Linked DNA regions of Mus musculus: region 2 is linked to region 1. The links are chromatin contacts, called in public HiChIP or PLAC-seq maps. All regions are on one chromosome and are shown on one strand. The core of a region is the stretch at or near the end of the contact, and the rest is flanking DNA. Distances in the headings are between cores, read along the strand shown.

Evidence for each region. HiChIP or PLAC-seq counts read pairs in DNA pulled down with a chosen protein or histone mark.
Region 2: a BATF HiChIP or PLAC-seq map of CD8 T cells shows a contact between it and region 1, with 11 read pairs. The contact joins two enhancer-like sites. A contact is called at or near these places in 1 of 39 promoter capture datasets (the C10 cell line), 2 of 484 Hi-C or Micro-C datasets (Th1 cells and nephron progenitors), 5 of 115 datasets of contacts at active chromatin or transcription factors (CD8 T cells, the HPC-7 cell line, double positive thymocytes and 2 more) and 1 of 9 other capture datasets (adipose tissue).

What each region holds. Positions count from the first base shown.
Region 1 is chr1:161,905,162-161,911,602 of GRCm38.p6, reverse strand. The region is part of intron 2 of Gm31925 (a long non-coding RNA gene); the gene reads right to left. Among named protein-coding and RNA genes, the nearest start is that of Gm31925, 12 kb to the right of the region's middle. Within about 2 kb of position 3,297, at least 51 of the 459 cell types and tissues checked have an H3K27ac peak or open chromatin away from gene starts, as enhancers often do. A contact at or near this core is called in CD8 T cells, Th1 cells and effector CD8 T cells, where this site is marked.
Region 2 is chr1:161,771,390-161,777,830 of GRCm38.p6, reverse strand. No RefSeq gene overlaps it. Among named protein-coding and RNA genes, the nearest start is that of Gm31869, 7.1 kb to the right of the region's middle. Within about 2 kb of position 2,465, at least 22 of the 459 cell types and tissues checked have an H3K27ac peak or open chromatin away from gene starts, as enhancers often do. A contact at or near this core is called in CD8 T cells, Th1 cells and effector CD8 T cells, where this site is marked.

The sequences.
Region 1 (6,441 bases), core at 2,048-4,547:
CCACCGACACCAGAAGAGGACATTGGGTACTCTAAGTTACAGCCACCATGCAGGTGTTGGAATCAAACTCAGGTCCTCTGGAAAAGCAGTTAGTGCTCTTAATCACTGAACCATTTCTCCATCCAGTAAAATGATTTTGAAATTATGCACAGTAAGGCAAATTATGTTCTCATTGTAAACTTTTAGGGGAAATCCCCATTTACTTACTATCCCTATGCATAATTGGGCATTTGTGTGGTTAAAATGACATGCATTATGAAAAGAAACATGCACATTAAAAAAAATTATATAACAATCTGCCAATCAAATCAATGAACTGACAGCACAATGCCTCATCTCTTGCAACAAAATTCCGCCTTCTCTTGAACCCCATCAAAGAAAATCCCAAACTATAATCGCAGTGCCTTCCCTCACGTGGCTTACTGTCAATCTAACTAGTCTGTTCTTTTATTTCACCCTGAGTGAGGTTTTCCTGCTACTTTGAAATCCATATAGGCTTTTATTTAATTCTCGAATAAGATGCCAAGAATCTAGAAACACTGGGCCTAGGCCCTGACCATCACTAAGCAAAATATTCCTTCTTACTGAATAAGAAAACCATATACCCTGTGTAGTAAACCTCAAACCATACTACCCACCATGAGGATAAGAAAGACTAGTTAATAAGTAAGCAAGTGGGGAGAGACTACAGAAGTGCCAGGGAGTGTCCCCAAATCATGAAACCGGACCAAAGACAAATTCTGCACAGAATAATATGATGATGAAAAGCACAAGTCTTTGGGGCAAACTGTTAGAGAACCCATCTCTGTGTAATATGGAAATGGTCTAATGGAAATCTGGAACTATTTAGGGGGATGTTGATGGCTACTAATTGGAAAATTAGCTTTCGGAGAGAGAACACATAGAATAAGAGCCCTTTAACATACTAATGCTAAGTCATTTTATTTTCTGTAAATCTTAGGTGATTTTTAGTTGTGAGATTTAGTTGTATCGCACTAAAACAGATCCATATAGATTTCCTGAGTTACTGTGAAACAGGGTCTTGTCTAACTTGAAGGAAATAAAGGTAGGTGGGAGAGAGGTATTTTAGATCATCTTTCCACTCTGGACAAGCTGTACCTCCATCCCAAAGATCAGCTTTTCTTCTGAAGTCTAAGGTCCACAAAGGTGCTCTATTACGAGAGCAGTGATGCATGGGGTATGCCTCCTTTCAGTTCTGACTCTTGAACTGAGATAGTGGGAGTATGTGAGTCATTCTCTATCAAAATCAACTTGAAGTATGGGTTCTTTTTCAGGCTGACAGCTTCAAAATGACCCGAGGCAAAGCCTAGCACTGGCCAGTGTTTCTGAGGCTGAACACAATGCAGCCAGAGACTGCTGCATTTAGGGAACTGGAGAGAGGGGAACAGTCTCAACACAGGTAGAACATTGTGATTGAGTTGTTCTTTACTTGTAAGACTGCTGTGTTGAGACCTCAAGTGATTCCTACAGCTTTTGTCTTGAAGGTGTGGTCCCCAATATAGTGTTCAGAGGTAGGGCCTTTGGGAAGTAGCTAGATCACACGGGCTCTGTTTTAGGGTTTCCATTACCGTGAAGAGATACCATGACCAAGGCAACTCTTAAAAAGAACAACATTTAATTGGGCTCAGCTTACAGGTTTAGAGGTTCAGTCCGTTATCATCATGACAAGACACATGACAGTGTCCAGATGCTGGAGGAGCTGAGAATTCTACATCTTCATTGAAAGGAAGCCAGGAACAGACTGTCTTTAGGCAGCTAGGAGGAGGGTCTCAAAGCCCACCCACACTTCCTCCAACAAGGCCACCACACCTCCTAATAGTTTTACTTCCTGGGCTAAGCATATTCAAACCACCACAGGCTCTGACCTCATCATATGCTTCTACCATGACACCCTACCTCACTTGAGGCCCAGAGCTTCTGGGCCAAGTAATCATGCACTGAAAACCCTGAAATCATGAGACAAAACAAAGCATCCCCGTGTTAAAGCAGGTATTTCCCCCGGTGTTTTGTCACAGCAACAGACAGCTGGTGGCCACAGACATCTTTCTCCACAGTAGCTGAACTAGTCTTTCAAATGCCTGCTGTGAGAATTCCTAATAGAACACTTGAGTAAGCCTTTGGCCTCCTGCTAAGGCAAACGTTGAACAAACAGAACGTTATCAATCTCACTGACAGTCCTTTGAACAGTTCCTTGTGAATAGGGAAAAGAACTAGGTTTGAACCAGGTAGTGCTGTGACCTATCCAGCCACAAAAGGCAAAAGGGCTCCTCTAACTAACAAGCAGCCATAGCCGCAGCTCTCTGCGGTTATGCTTAGCTAAGCACAGTGACGGTGATCTCATTAAGAGATGTATGTGGTTACCAGTAGGTTGGGATCCTCCCTTCTCTACCTGAGCACCCATCACAGAGTGTTCCGGCGATGACCCAATGGGCAACTCTACCCCTGAGACGTTAGACAAAAAGAACACAAGGAATAAATTTGTACCCAGTTTATTCCATTAGCTCCACAGACTGTTAAAAATAAGAAAGATTGTTTGGTTGGCTGGTTGTCTTAATTGATTGTGGCATTTGGATTAAAGCATGAGTTGAGACTCCTAGCAAGTGTCAAAATTTGCCTTATGGGCATCAGTGAATTTCAGTGTGGGGGAGGGGAAGGGAAGAACTGAGTCACTAATAAGGAATGACTTACAAGTTTCTGGGTGTGGGTATATTAAGATTCAAACTCTCTCTGTCTCTCTCTGTCTCTCTGTCTCTGTCTCTCTCTCTCTTTAAAGGATTTATTTATTATTATATCTAAGTACACTGCAGCTATTTTCAGACACACCAGAAGAGGGCATCAGATCTCATTATGGATGGTTGTGAGCTACCACGTAGTTGCTGGGATTTGAACTCAGGACCTTCGGAAGAATAGTCAGTGCTCTTAACAGCTGAGCCATCTCTTCAGCCCAAGATTCAAACTCTTATATTAATGGGCTTTTTATTACTACAGCAGATGCCTGAAATAATCAGTGTGGAAAGTTATCTCGGTGGTCCTGTAGTTTATTGGTCTCTGGTGAAGCACTATAGCATGGGGTAGAACACACACCAGAGCAAAACTACTCATCTCATTGCCAGGAAGCAAAAGTGTTGTAGAAGGGTCTGGAGTCCTTTATCCTGCCCAGGGATACATCCCTCTGTGACCTCAAGGCCTCTCATTAGACCCCATTTTTCAATGTCTCACAATCACTACCACTCTGGAGACCAGGCCTTTTAACAAACAGGCCTCTGTGAGGCATTTACAATTGAAGCTACAGTACTCTCCCCAGACACTTGCTGGTGTCAGCAGTTTTTTTCATGGGTCACCCTTTACTTATTTTCTAGAACATTCACCCTCTTCTCATCCCTGTGGGACACTAACTGGAATAATAGTATCCTAAAGCTTCTCCTGGGGCAGAAAGGACAAAGGAGACTTGATTCTACAGCCTAGGAGGGATGGGGGTGGGGGACCAGAACAAGGTCAAAGCAGGAACACGGTGCATCCGTCTTGTTGTTTATTTTTAACCAACTTGCTCTAACCTTAAAAGGAAACTTAGTCTGTAAGAAGAGCACTGTTATGCTGTGGTGGCCCTGAGCACATACCAAGACCTCTACAGAGATTTTAACTCTACTGCTGCTCTCAGGATTCCCTTGCATGTGCATGCTCAGGCTTGCAAGCAGTTCCCAGCCACTGATGAGCCATGTAGAGACTATTAAGGCAGATGCATTCCAAGTAAGGTGAAGTACTTGCCCCATAAGAGTCTGGCTTGAGAGCAGCCTGTCAGTTAGACTGGGGCTTTACCATAACTGTGTTCCTTCCAGTTCAAAGATCTTTCTCACTTCTTTCTCTTTCTCTTCTTCTGCCCCTTCTCGGTTGTTAAGCCTGCAGTCATAGTCTGCATGCTCTCTCTACCTTCTTCTGTATCCCATCCCACTGGCTTTGACTCTCATAAATCTCCCTAAACACACTAACCCTAAGATCTATTTCTCAGAGCCCTCAATTAACATATTCAATGACAATATATGGCTGTTATCAACAATTATCTACTCATTATATTTTCTATACAAGACACTACACCAGGGATGTGTGCGGAGTAGAGAAAGAATACTGAGAGATACAGATCATGGTTTCTACCACCACAAAACCTTTCACCAACTAGGTAATGTGAGTCCCATAGATACTTCAATGAACAATAGAAAGTACAGTTGTCATGTAATTACTCATTTACATGACTGCTCGTATTTCAGCAAGAGTGTTTTCCAAACCGTAAGTCAAGACACAGTACTTGACTGTGAAGTGACGGCAGTGAGTCACATGCTGCATCATTGAAAATGAAAGAGAAGATACCAGAAGAAAGCATACCACATGTAATATTACAGTATGAAATGTCTATGTGCATATGTTTAAAAATTGACACAATTATATTTTAAAGTGTGCTTGTATGTCTCCATCAAAAAGTTAGGAATTGAATTAAGAATTAGCCCATGTCCTCCTTAAAAGCATGGGTGGTAATCTTTCCAACAGCTGTCTCCCGGCAGTGTTTGAGTAGATGTAGGTCTTCAACAGTTGTTTGTGGATGATGTTCGCTGAGTAGGAAAGAGGAAAGTCACCTATCTCTTTAAGAATAGGAAAAGTGGAGGAAGAGAAAGAGGAAGACTGTGCCAGGGCTTTAACATAATCACATAATCAAAGGTCAGGATACTCCGGTCTTAAAGTGAACTAGAGGTTCCATGAATTGGTGGGTATCTCGATTACCTGTTCGTACAGAGAGAAATTAAGGAAGGAGATGTTGGCCAGAAATTAATGTCAAAATAACCAGCAAGATTCTCCAAGCATGAGTTTTCTATGATAAGCTTATCAAGTAATAATGTCAAAATCATATACTTGCACAGTGCGTGTGTGTTGGGGGTGTTATTTATTTTAAGGGTCTCGACTGGTATTTCTTTGTAAAGATTTTTTAAATTTTTATGTTTTATGTGTGTAAGTATTTTGCCTTTATATATGTAAGTGTGCCACATGTATGCAATGCCTTTGGAACTCAGAAGAGGGTACTGGATTCCTCTATAACTGCAGTTATGGAGCGTTGTGAGCTACCATATGGGTGCTGGTCATTGAACTTGGGTTCAAGGACAAGAGCAGCAAGTACTCTGAGCTCCTAAGTCATCTCTCCTGGCCCTCAATTCATATTTTTGTTATATATTTTTCATCTCAGGCATTTTGTGAGACAAGAAGAGAGAGGCAGCAGTATATTCACCTAATCAAAGGCAGTGACATTTTTTGATTCTACTTCCCTGTAATGAGCCAAGTTGGGCACTTGGTCTGAAATGAACTCACTCTATTTAGGTTTCTTCTAAAGTCAATTTTTCTTGTAAACATGTACAGAGGGCCCCCATTCTTATTGTTTAACTCTTTTAAAAACACTTTTAAATTATATTTTATTTATTTAGTTATTCTATGTAGGAGTGGCTCAAATGCCACTGTTCATGTGTGGCAGTCAGAAGACAACCTGTGGGAGTCACTTCTCTTCCAACACGTGGGGCACCAGAGACCGAGTTCATCTCACTGAGGTTGATGGCAGATGCTTAAGGACATTGAGCCATCCTGTTGACCTCTAAGTATTTATCTCTTGCAGGCAATTAAGTATGATAGATTTAGTCATGTTATTATCTCATCCCTTGGGAAAATGGACTGGTTTTATGTTCTTTTTTAGTGTCTAGAGTGTTTCTCATGATGCCTAAAATTAAATCAAGTTTTTTTTTTTTAAAGATTTGTTTAACAACAAAGACAGAACCAAATGATACCTACATATTAAAATAGATTTCCATTCCAATACAGATTCATTACCTACTGAAGTCTTCTGACTTTGAGTTACACTAATCTAAGACACTGATTATAAAATCTGGCAAAGGTACTTGGGCAAGATGGCTCAGTGATTATAGTTGCTTGCTCTGCAAGCTTGACAACCTGTGTTTAACCATTAGAACCCAGGTAAAGGTGGAAGGAGGGTCAGCTTTGTGAATTTGCCCTGCATCCTCTCACACATACACACACACACACACACACACACACACACACACACACACACAGAGAGAGAGAGAGAGAGAGAGAGAGAGAGAGAGAGAGAGAGAGAGAGAGTTTGTTGTTCATTCGTTTGAATCTGATAAAGGTAAATGAAAGTCTCACAAGATACTTTAGCTCCTAGCTCTTGCCTTTAGTTCATAGTCTGTTTGGACAGATGGGACCTCCTACCTCTGTACTTGGTCTAAGGGCAGACTCAATACTCTGTCCTGGTTTCCCAAGTGCAGATCCCTTGAAGAGCTGCTAATATGGTCATAATCCACCCTTGGCAAAGCTAATATTCCTCTAGTTGACTGGTTGAAGCCCTCTTTTGTGTCCAGGTCATTC
Region 2 (6,441 bases), core at 1,216-3,715, 130 kb after region 1:
TTTAGCTAGACCACAATATCCAAGTTCCCCTGCTAGAGTGGTGATTTCCCACCAGCAAGGATTTTTTTTTTGACCAGATTATACCAGACATGACTTCCCTCCAGTGGAGCAAGTCTCAAATTCAATTGATGAGGTGTTTGTCGCACTTATAAGAAAAGCCACTACTACACTAGTGGGAATATCTTGCCTGGAAGTTAGCAAGTGTCTTTTTTTTTTTTAATGTCTGCCATATAAAAGACACTTGCCTAGAGGATACAATAATAGAGTCCCTTATGGAGTATATTTCATTGGCAAAGTGGAAAGCAGGCAATAAAAAATAATAAAAAATATATAGGTACATACCTGTTGTTCCTGTACTTATCAGACTAAGGTAGATAGATGGATTGCAGGTTTGAGGTCAGTCTGGGTTACATGAGTTTCTGTTCTCCAGAAGAAAGCAAACATATTTAATGCCATGAGGTAGTGTCATGAAGAAAATTAGGTAAAATGGCAGGGAGTGTGGGAGAATGGCTATTGAAAGGATGAAAAGCAGGACATACAGATGCCCAGGGCAGAGCATCTCAAGCAGAGAAGCTGCCAGTTCCGATCCTTAAGATGGAAAGTCATTAGGTTTTAGTCTAGCATAATATAGATTCATATATTGTAAACTTAATCCTTGAAGTGATAGTTTGGGGATGTGGGACCTATTAAGAGGTGACTAGGTCATAAAGCAGAGCCCTCTTGAGTGTATTGATCTTATTTTATTAATAACTAGGCTAGTAATCTGCCCACTATGTTTTTTGGCTTTGCTTTTTTTAAACACATGTTCTGGTCCTCTCGCTTTCTGCTAAGTTATGGACCAGTTCAAAGACAATCATCAAATGCTGTCACTCTGTCCTGCCCACAGTTAAACCCACATGACGCCCATAGACTTCCTAGCCCTTACATGTCCTTCATTTGTCACCTTGTAAACTATTTAAGCTGTGGTATTGTGATGTAGCAATAGAGAACAGAGTTAGGGTCATCCTATACATAGAGATCCCAGGGTCCCAGAGGTGGCCATGGATTTTCTCTAGATTCTTCCCGAGAACTATGGACTCTCCGCTTCTATCTGGACTCCCAGAGCCAACACTCTGCTGTCTCTCGCAACTCAGTTGTCCTGAGGAAAAAAGGAAAGGGATTGAATTCGGGCTGAGAAGGCCTGGGTGAGTTCAGCCACGGCCACTTGCTTAACTCTATGTGACTTTAAGTAAGTCCCACGGACGTTGTGAAATTCCTTTTCTTGGTCCTCTATAGAAATGCTGTTGCTGACATGAAAAGGAATCCTTCAGGCCTTGGAAAGGCTGCTGGAGGAGGAGCTGTGGCGCTGTTGTATTTCTCAGTAAGTTTCCTGATCACCACGCTTAGATAAATTCCTCAACAGGTGAGATGGTTTGGCAGGCAAAGGCACTTGCAAACCTAGTGACCTCAGGTCAATTCTCCAGAAAGCACATAAACGTGGGAAGAGGAAACTGACTCTATTAAGTTGTCTTCTGACCTCCACACATGTGTTGTGACATATGTGCCTATATACACATCATACGTGCACGTGCACACACAAACACACACACAGAGCATGTGCTTATACACACGTGTACAGAGACAACTAAGATTTCTTGCTCATTAATATTTTCATAAGACCCATATAAGAAAATCTCATCAACTATACAAACTACCTGTTATAAGAAACAGACAGAAAAATAATCTTCTGAAGTGTGAAAGTAAAAGAATACTATTTCATATTAACCATAGTCTTTAAAATCATTTTATTATTTGTTTTTACTTTAAGTATGTCATTATACATATAAGAGCAACTGGCTTATTCAGATTCTTTACTCATAATTGAGATATTGGATATCTTATGTGTTCATTATATACAAAGTCTACTATGATTAGCCACATTTTAATTAGCATATAAATAATGGTACTCATAACATATTCATAGATTCATATCATGTACTTCACTTATATTAATTTCCAGTTACCATCTTATGTTCCTCTCTCTCCTTTCCTGCCGGTCCCCTTAGCTCCTTCTGTTTTCTATTCATAAGTGTGTACATATATTTAAGTCTTTGTCCTCAATCTGAAATAAAACATTATAGTTGTCTATTTGACTTTCTGAGTCTGGTTTATTTTGCTTACCATGACAACCTAAAGCTGTATTCCTTTTCCTGCAGATATGATTAGCCATCTTGATGACTGTGTCTTTTCATTCTGAAATACAATTTTAAGAGATGACATTTAAATATTTAATTTCAATAACGGGACATTTAAGCTTAGTGCTACCCTTGATAGCTGCCTCCTTCATTAAACTTGGGATCACTTCAGGAGATGTGAGCTGCCAAGGGGATCCCCCTCTTTCCAGTAGCAGCCTGTCATAGAGGGACTAGAACCTCTTCGTTCTCATGTTGCAGCCCCACTTTCTGTGGGTGAACGAACCACTTCAAAGACTATGTGAAGTTTTGGTAAGAGACACGACGATGGTATCAAGTTTTAAAGTGTTCAAATACGTAAGGCATGCAAGACAAGAACCCTAGCCAATGAGACAACAGCTACTTGTTGGAGTTTCCAAGGCTTTTAATGGCATGGATAGATCTTTTGGGTTTGTTTGTTCTAGAGCTTATCCTCCATCCTGCTCCAACCCAACTCTGTTCTTGCTCCACTTCCAATCTGTAGAAGAAAATGCATACATTTTTTTTTTTTGGAAGGAGGTTCATGGAGCTATAAAGAGACTATCTCTAGCCTCAAGTAAATGGATAATATGCTAGATCTTCCCCAAAGAGATTAAAGTCTAGACTGAAGTGACCTTAGATTCATTGAGAAGAGACAACACTCTTTAGATGGTGAGAAAGAGACAGAGGTGTTAAACAGAACTCTGAAGTGTGAGCTGGAATGGAAGAATTATCTCAACCTCAGCATCCTTTTTGCGTCGTTTAGGTGGCCTTATTCTGGTTTCTACGAAATTCAGAAGACTTCTGCAGAGGTCTGGATAGGGTGATGAAAAGAAGAAACCAGCAAGGCTTGATTCTGCTGAAGCTCCCTTTAGAGTTGTGCTCTTGGGCCTTGTTGCTGACTAGGCTGGCCAGCCAGCTTTTCCAACCTGTCCAATGAATATGAAGATTGCTTCTGTTTCTAGCAGAGAATGTAACCAGGAGTCGAGGTGAGCACACAATAGATCCATGCTTGATTAGGAATGCTTTTTCTGCCTTAAAGCCAAATTTGTGTTTATGGTTCACTGAGTGGTTAAGTAGATCAACTTTTAATTGAAGAGTGATATAACATTTACCACAAGGCTTATTATGGCCCTCAAATCATGATGTATGTACATAGCAAGATTGCATTGCTTCCCTTTAAGCAAGAGTTATAGAAAGTGCCTATATTTAGGTCAGGTCATACCCATAACAACCCCCTTAGCCAAACATTACTGACTCCAGCTTGTGAGAAAGCAGAGAAGTGATAACTTCTCAATGGCCATGGAGTATCAGTTAGAACTCAAGACTAGGCTTGTCAGATCTGAAGACTGTTAGCCACATATCAGTTTGCCTTCTGTCCTCATTATAATTATCAGTATTCAGTTATTTAACGACTATTTGTTAAGTACATGCTAGGAGTCAAGCATTGTTTGGAGGGTGGAATGGCGAACATAATAATGATTATTCTTTTATTAATTTGTATCTTGGGTCCTGGGGAGCAAACCCAGCCCAGTGCATTTGCTAGGCAAGTATTCTTACCACTAAGTACACCCACAAAGTCTCATTCGTTCTTATGAAACTTATCCTTAAATGGGGTTCCAAAGCTGTGTTTTAAAAAAAAAACTAAACAAGAAAATAAACACGTAATCCCAGAAATGGTTAGGCAACAATAAGCTCTATTTTGAGAATTAAAATAGAAATAAACTAACAAGAGACTAGACGATGGCATTAGAGAAAAGACTCTGAAGGAGAAAGATAACGAGGCTGTATGTGAACACAGTCAAAATGAATGATATGGATGCATTTATACAGTTAGTATATGCTAGTGATTATAACAGAGTATCATTTAAAAAGACAGTTCAGGGATGAAGATGTAACTGAGGGGGGAGAATGCTTGCAGGAGTTGCTGTATTCCCTTCCTACCACAATAACAGAGTTATAAGATATCATAAAAAGATAACATAGCAATATAATCACTAGGTAGTGATCATTCTAGAGAGCAGGAACAGCCATTTTTGGACCTGTTTTCTTTTTTTTTTTTTGGCATTTTGGATCAAACAATACATTATGGCGGGGGACTGTACAGCACATGGCAATATGCTTTGTGCTTTGAGGAGCATCCCTGAGGATTAAGTAGCAGTGCTTCCACCTTGTCATTGGGACATCAAACATCTGTCCTGATTTCCAGACTCCCCACTGGAGGTGTCTTTCTCCTCTCTTCTCACTGAAAGCCACTAGATGATGGATCTAAAACAAGAGTGCGCTTCATGTGTAGGGTGAATAGAATAAAGAATGATGTCACTGGACTCCTGGGGATGTCAAGAGATGGATGGTGGAGAAGTAAGCAGGGTTACAGTTGAGCGGGGCTCTGGAAGCTGGGGTGAGAAGTTTCAACTTTATTGATAGGACTAGGGAAAGCTTCAGGAAGAGTCATCGATGTGGAATGGAAGAGAAATGGAAAATGTTGGTACATATTTTGAGAGCGGGGCTTTCATGTCTGATGATTAGGTGTTGGAAAGAAATGAATCAAGGATTACGCCTACCCTTTCTCTGTTTCCTTTATACCACTTACCATAATTATTTCCTAGACTTATTTTTCTATATATCTGTTTCTCCAATTAGATCCATAACTGTTTTTCTTCTGGTTCAAAGATTAAGTAAAACAATAAAAAAAAATCTCTTCTCCATGCAAACATAGCTTCCTTCATCTTAAAGACTACACAGGTCTTCACACCATCTGTCATTTCCCTAAAGGTACTTAGGTTGTTCTCAAAATTTTGTTCTCTCAAAAACTGCTGCAGTGATTATGTTTATGTGTCCATATTTCTGCTAGTCTTTCCCTAGGAAAGAAAGAATTAAAAGGACTAAGCACATACTGTCGACTCCCAACTTCTGATATGTTTGTCAAATTATTATTTAAAACGTTGTATCAGTTCATACTGTTACATCCACCACCTGAGAGTGTTTCTTCCCTATTCTGTTTCATTATAGTAAAAAAGAAGAAATTGAAACTGCCAGGTAAAATTGGAATTAGAATTTACACTTCACAAATATTTCAGAAAATTTGGATTTCTATTTTTGGTTTTTCTGGTGAATTAGCCAATATAATTTGATCTTTTAAAAAAATAGGCCATTGTGTCTTCTTCAATGGTACAACTCTTTGCATGTTAATAGAGCATATAGCCTCTGTTATATGTGTTTCAGATATTTCCTTCCAGTGTGTCATCTGTCTGTTAGTTTTTTTCCATGTAGACATGTTTAAGTTTTGGGGTTTTTCTTGTTTTTTGTTTTAATTTTATTTTATTTGTAATTCATTTTTTACACTCCATATTCCATTCCCGCCCCTCCCCATCCACCCTCCGACTGCTCCACACCCCACACCTTCTCCCTACCCCACCCCATCTCCACATGGATGCCCCACACCCAACTCAACCAGACCTCTAAATTCCCTGGGACCTTCAGTCCCTTGAGGGTTAGGTGCATCATCTCTGAATGAACACAGACCTGGAAGTCCTCTACTGCATGTGTGTTGGGAGTGTTTAAGTTTTAAAAAAATACATCTTTCCCCTTCTATAGCGCCTTTCCACTCATTCTTAGACTCACCTCATTTTATAACTATGTTTTTTTTTTTCCAATATAGAATTGTTGCTGTTTTTTAGCCCCACAATGCCTTTAAAATCTGCATGGATACGATGTGGTAGAGGAAATGAACTAGCCTTTCAGAGCACAAAACTGAACACATCAGCATCATCTTTGCATCTTTGCTGCTTTGACACAACAGCGACTTAGTCTCCCCTTCCCTTGTGCACTTTCCTTGTTTCAAGGAGAATTCGGTATAATGGTTCAACATTTATTTATATGTTTTTCTCCCCTTTGGGGGAAGTGTTCATATAGATTTTGTTTGGTTCTTAATGTTTTTATTAAGTTTTTTTTGTAGCTTTATTTTTATTATTAAACAAAAAGTCAATATAACAACAAAATCAGAACATCAAAATATCCAACCCAAGAAAAAAACAAACAAAAGCATAAAACCTCAATCAAATAAAAGCACACACAAAACAGCTGCTGGGTTCATTATCCGTAGCTCAGCTACTCCAGAAGGCGAGGCCTGTCCTGGAGTGGTTGATAGACTCAGTGTCACTCTCTTAGAGATAACTGATTTTCCCAGAAGGTTTAAATAACAGCTCAGTTGGTAATCCTTATCACAGTGGCTAGGTTTTCATTCATTCAT